2 separate regions of the Ovis aries genome follow, and region 2 is linked to region 1. Evidence: chromatin contacts called from public Hi-C data. All regions are on one chromosome and are shown on one strand. The core of a region is the stretch at or near the end of the contact, and the rest is flanking DNA. Distances in the headings are between cores, read along the strand shown. Region 1 overlaps ETV6 (ETS variant transcription factor 6). Region 2 holds the start of ETV6 (ETS variant transcription factor 6).

The links. A called contact is a pair of places that touch in the nucleus more often than the background predicts.
Region 2: a Hi-C map of tail adipose tissue shows a contact between it and region 1, with 2.3 times the contacts expected there. The contact joins the promoter of ETV6 here to the enhancer-like site in region 1. A contact is called at or near these places in 5 of 16 Hi-C or Micro-C datasets (blood, liver, omental adipose tissue and 1 more).

The regions. Positions count from the first base shown.
Region 1 is chr3:203,766,432-203,769,178 of ARS-UI_Ramb_v3.0, reverse strand. The region is part of intron 2 of ETV6 (ETS variant transcription factor 6); the gene reads left to right. Among named protein-coding and RNA genes, the nearest start is that of ETV6, 130 kb to the left of the region's middle. Within about 2 kb of position 1,283, at least 15 of the 54 cell types and tissues checked have an H3K27ac peak or open chromatin away from gene starts, as enhancers often do. A contact at or near this core is called in tail adipose tissue, where this site is marked.
Region 2 is chr3:203,892,129-203,894,828 of ARS-UI_Ramb_v3.0, reverse strand. It overlaps ETV6 (ETS variant transcription factor 6), which reads left to right and starts at 1,421. Exons shown (of 8, transcript XM_060413417.1): 1 at 1,421-1,766. The coding sequence starts at 1,734.

The DNA of each region.
Region 1 (2,747 bases), core at 34-2,533:
GGCTTGACTGTTACCCTCAGGATGCAGGTTCCGGTTATAGAGGACTCGGCAGGGGGAGGGAGTCACCTTGGCCCTTCCCTAATTGATTTCTCACGACCTGCATGTTGGTCTGGTTGTAGCTGCTGTCTCTTTCTGCCACAGTCGTGCTCCCTGGGTTATTCTGCTCTTCGTGGCTTATCCCTCCTGAGAAAGACCAAGGCTGCCTACTAAGAGTGGGGAGCGAGAGGAGAAGATGCAGGCTTCTGTTTCCTCTGTCTGTGCCTACTCAGCAGATCAGATGACTGTGACGCTAGGAGGTACTGGGGGGGTGTTACTGGCATATCCCTTCTCTTTCACAGTGAGGATGGTAGCTGTAAACTTCAAGGGATGTGGGAGCATCCTTCACCTCCTTCAGCCAGCCTGCCATGTCTATCGGTGTTTACAAAGCTCGTATACTGTGGTCAGCACCTTCCAGCCTCTGTCTACCATCTTCTCCACAGTGAACTTTAAAGAGATTAGGACTGTGAAGGTGTCAGGGTCATGACTGTGGGCATGGTCGTCTGCAGTATACTGGAGCATTCTGGTACCAATGAGTATTGTGAGCAGACAGACTGGGAAAGAGACCACAGCCAGGTGTGAGCCTTTTTTTTCTCCAGAAGCTGTTCTATGACCAGGACATTCACTTCAGGATGGAACAGACTCAGGCCATGCAGACAAAGCATGCCTGCTCCTAATCCCATTCATTTATTCATTCCACAAGCAGTTGCTGATTACCTGCCCTATGCCAGGCACTTTGAAGGGAATAGAGTAGACCCAACTGCTTGCCCCTGTGGAGCTTGGAGTCTCCATAAAGAGAGAAAAGGAAATGATGAACTCCTGTTCTAAATAAGCTTTTGAATTCTGTACTGACACACTCACTCCCCTGACCCCGCTCCCCACCCCCACCGCACCCCCACATCCCAAGAAAGCCCTAACTCTTGGTTTGCCACTGGATGGCTTTCACATATGGAGGCTCTTTTACCCTAGCGCTGCCTCTCCATAAAAAGTTATCATGATAAAATGCACTAACAACGAACTGGCACTCAGATCCTTAACTAGTTCTGCTGTTAGACGAGCTGTTTGACTGTGAGTCAGTCATCATAACACTCAGTTTTCCTACCATGCAAGATGGTGATTGGACAGGAGAATGTTTAACAGCCCTCTTACCTTGAAAATATTATGACCTCACCTAAGATATCATTTTCCCTACTTGGGACTGTTTCTTCCATACAGACATTGTAACATTTTTTCTTGAGTGGAGAGTTTCCTCATTGAGTCACAGCTGTGCTGTTCACCACTGTTTGGCCAGGCCCTGCCATGTGCCTAGCACATAAGCATCATAGCTAATATTTATTTATTGGGATGACTCTGTAGCAGGCACTGTGTGAAGTCCTTGATGGAAATTATTTTATTTATTCTCACAGCAATACTTGTAGATATTCTTTCTATATCCGTGTCACACATAAGGAATTTAGGGTTTAAGAGAATGTGAACAAACTACCAGGGTCACCCAGTCAATGGGAGACTCAGTTCTGTCTGACTCCAGAGCCTGTGTGTCTGTGTGTGTGCTGGCATGTCCAACTCTTCGAGAAACCACAGGCCATAGCTGGCCAGGCTCCTCTGTCCATGGGATTCTCCAGGTAAGAATACTGGAGCGTGCTGCCATTTCCTTCTCCAGGGGATCTTCCCAACCCAGGAATTGAACCCACGTCTCCCACGTCTCTTGCATTGACAGGCAGATTCTTTACCACTGCGCCACCTGGGCTGTTATCTATCCTGCCACGATGTAAGTATATTTACTATGTACCTTTTGGATGGGTGGATGAGTTCAGGGTTGCCACTTAGCCAGTATTCACGGATGTCGCCAGAGGGCTGGTTTCTGGCTGGAATCTGTTCTAACTGGTGGATCAGTTGTCGAATAGTTTACATTTCTCGCTTGGATAATGGATGGATGAGTAGATAGACGGTTGGATGGATACCCACGTAGAGAATTATCCGATCTAGAACTGTAGCAGAGCACCACTGGCCTTAAAACATAGTCAGTCGTTAGGTGATGGATTTAGGTTTCATGGTGATTGTTTTGTCTGAGGGCTACTCTCTGGGCAGCCTGATTAGTTAGAGCCCTCCTTGGCATCTGCACTGGCCCTCTCGTAACACCACTGGTTCCCACATCTGGAACGAATCCTCCGGTTCCCAGGCTCTTGCCATCTGTCCTCAGCTGGGACTTTCCACGGGAGGCTGAGCTGCCCGCCTCTCTCGTGAGTTCCAAAACTCAGCTGCCCGTTGTGCTGTTCGAGAAACATCCCCTGAAGCCTCTAGGTTGGTTGCGGCTGGGCTGTACACTTGAGGATGCCTCCCAGCTGAGTTTCCAAGCCGAAAAGAAAATAAATCTTCTGACAAGGGAATTTGGTTATTGCTGTTCAAATCTGGGATTCCAGACAATTCCCAGTGGAATGCTCATGGAAAGTACGGGGAAGAATCCGAGAGCCAAGACAGCAGCAGGACATTTATGGTATTGCTAGTTTGAAAGCGTTTTTAGCTGCTTGTTTTAAAGAGACACTCACCAGCCTGGTATGCCTCCAGTGGCTTCTTTTCTCCCTTTATCCTCATTGATCTCCAGATAAATCCTCTCTCTCTTTTAACCCTTCCGTTTCCTCGTTTCTGAAATCAATATCTAGCCTTTCCTGGTTAAAAGGGAAGGCGAGGATCATAATATTTAAGGTTCCTGG
Region 2 (2,700 bases), core at 172-2,671, 130 kb before region 1:
GGAGAGATGAAGGGAAGTGGGTAGGAAAATTGGGGGGCTCTGGGAAATGAGTCGTAGTCTTCATATTCATAATTTAATACACATCCATGCGTTAAAGCCGAAAGTACTAGCAGGCTTTAGAATTTATATATAATTAATAATGTGTCCAGCGGTGGACGCTTCGGAGCATTTTCAGAGACTATAAACAACAATAAAAATAATAGAGTGATCAGACAACACGTACTCAAGGATAGAACCTTCAGCCCCACCGGCTTTAACCTCAATTGTTTTCCCAGCCAAATATTCTTCCCACCCTCCCGGCAGGATCCCGGGGGTCGTCCCATCTGTCAGTGACGGCTTCTGAGAAGCGGTCCGGGGAGGGCTATTATCTCCAGGAACCCGTCCTGTCAACTTTGTACTCGAGTCCCCTTTGTCGGTTGGTAGCGGCCGCTATTGCTTTAAAAGGACAGCAGATTTCGAAACAGGGAGGAAGGGTGGCTGGGGGTGGCGGTGGTCAGGAAAAGGAACTCAACCGCCTTTGATAACTGCCCAGCCGCCTTCCCTTCTCCAGGACGCGTGCTCGGCCCGGCAGCGCCCGCATCCCCGGCCCGGCGGGTGCGCGCGCGCGCACCTAGCGTTTTCGGGGCGCCCACCTCGGCGGGGAATTCCCCCCCGCGGCCGGGCGGGCATCTGCGGGCAGCAGCCCCGCTTTGTCTCCGGCGGCGTCGCGCTCCGCCGCTCGCCCGCTCGCCCCTTTTCCCCGGTGCGGGCTGTAACCCGATCTCCCATTTCCTGGTGGATTCTCTTAAAGAGGCCGCGGTCGAGAAGCAGAACAAAGGCTATTGTTTTATTTCCTCCTTCGGGTTCCGCGTCCTTACCGGAATGTCCCTTCCTATATAATTATTTTCATTGCGTCCGCGCTCGGCTCGGGGTGGCGGGAGGGGGGACGGAGGAAAAATTAAAAAAAAAAAAAAAAAAAGCCCTGTGCCTTTCAGTGTATCTAAGAGACGGAACTAGGGGAGGGGATCGGATCAACGCCTCGTTGATCCTGTCCGGAGGGTTCTGGGGCCCCGAGGCGCGAGCCCGGCAGCGGCCCGGCGGAGCTTAGCAGCCCCGCGCCCGGGCCCCGGGGGCCTAGCGCACGGTCCCCCGCCCCCCGGCCGCCGCGCCGCCTCTCCCCCCCCCCCTCCCCCGCGCGGCTTTTATTTCCCGATGCCGGGCTGTAACCCGAGCTTTTATTTCCTGGTGGCTCCTTTAAGAGGCAGAGCTCAGTGCTGGGAATTCACGTCAGTTTCTGCACTGAAACTCTCAAGATCAATGAGCAAAGAGCTTTCTCAGTTCTGCCTTTCAGTTTCTCTCTTCCAGGAAGGAAAACATTCGAGAGAGAGAGAGGGAGGGCGAGGGAGAGCGGCGGGAGGGCGGGGGGCGGGGGCGCCGGCCCGGGTGGGAGGAGAGAGCGGGGCAGGCCGGCCGGGCTAGCGCCCCGGGTCGCCGCGCCGCGACCTGCAGACCCCGCCGCCGCGCCGCCCGCTCCCACGCCCCCGCCACCCCGCGCGCGGCGACTCGGCCGGCGCCCGGCCCGCCCCGCCCCGCCCCGCGCGCTCGCGGCCCCCCGGGGCGGCCGCCGGGAGAGATGCTGCAAGAAACTTCTTAAATGACCGCGTCCGGCTGGCCGTGGAGCGTTTCTGGGTTGGGGAGAGGAAAGGAAAGTGGAAAAAAAACTGAGAACTTCCTGATCTCTCTCGCTGTGAGACATGTCTGAGACTCCTGCTCAGTGTAGCATTAAGGTAAAGATCTTCTCCCCCTCCCTCTCCGGGGTGGAAAGCCTTGAGCTGCACCGGCCCGGCTGATCGTGCCGGGCTCCTCCGATCCGAGGGGGCTGTTGCAGTCGCTCTGTTCGCAGGAAATTATTTGGGGCGCCGGGGAAGGAGATGCAGCTCTCGGCGGCGGCGTACCCTCTAGTGTAACCTTGCTGCTTCCCCGCTCCCGCCGAGCCCCGTGTCGGCTCCTGCGCCCCCACCCCACCTCCTTTGCTTTTTGACAAGGAAATGCCGGTCACAGTCGGTCAGGAGGAACCCGAGTGGTCCTCAGGTCTGCAAAACACCCCGGTAATTAGTGCGCTTAAAAAAAAAAAAAAAGCCTGCTCCCTACTCCTACTCCCAACATGTGATCGAAATGTAACTTTTGTTCCCGAGGGGTGGTCTCCTTAGAAAAAAAAAAAAAAAAAGCTCTCCGGCTCCATTGGGGTTGGAATCTTTTTTTTAAGGGTTCCGCGAGTCTGGTCAGACAGTCTCTCCCCCCCCCCACCCCCCTGCCGCCCCATTGTAATTGCAGGCGCTTGTCGGAGAGACAGTAGTGCTGTCAGCTTTTCCTGGGCATTGCACAATGAATTTCTTTCTTTTCTTTCTTTCTTTTTTTTTTTTTTTTAAACCAAGGTGAATAAAGTTGCTGAATGGTTATTTTACTCTCGTAGGCATCTGAACGTTGAGCAATCCAAAAGTAGAAAACTCTTGTCATGCAGGGAGAATGATTGAAGTGACCAGGCAGAATGACCTTCCCACTTTGACAGTGCAGAGAGGGTAGCTAAGAGTAGAAATCTCCCAGTCTCTGGCCAAGGTTTGCAGTCTGGTAAATGCAGGATGGTGGAGGATGTTTGCAAACACAGTACTTATCTTCCAAGTAGTGGTGTGTGTGAGCATTTATGTACATGTCTGTATGTCT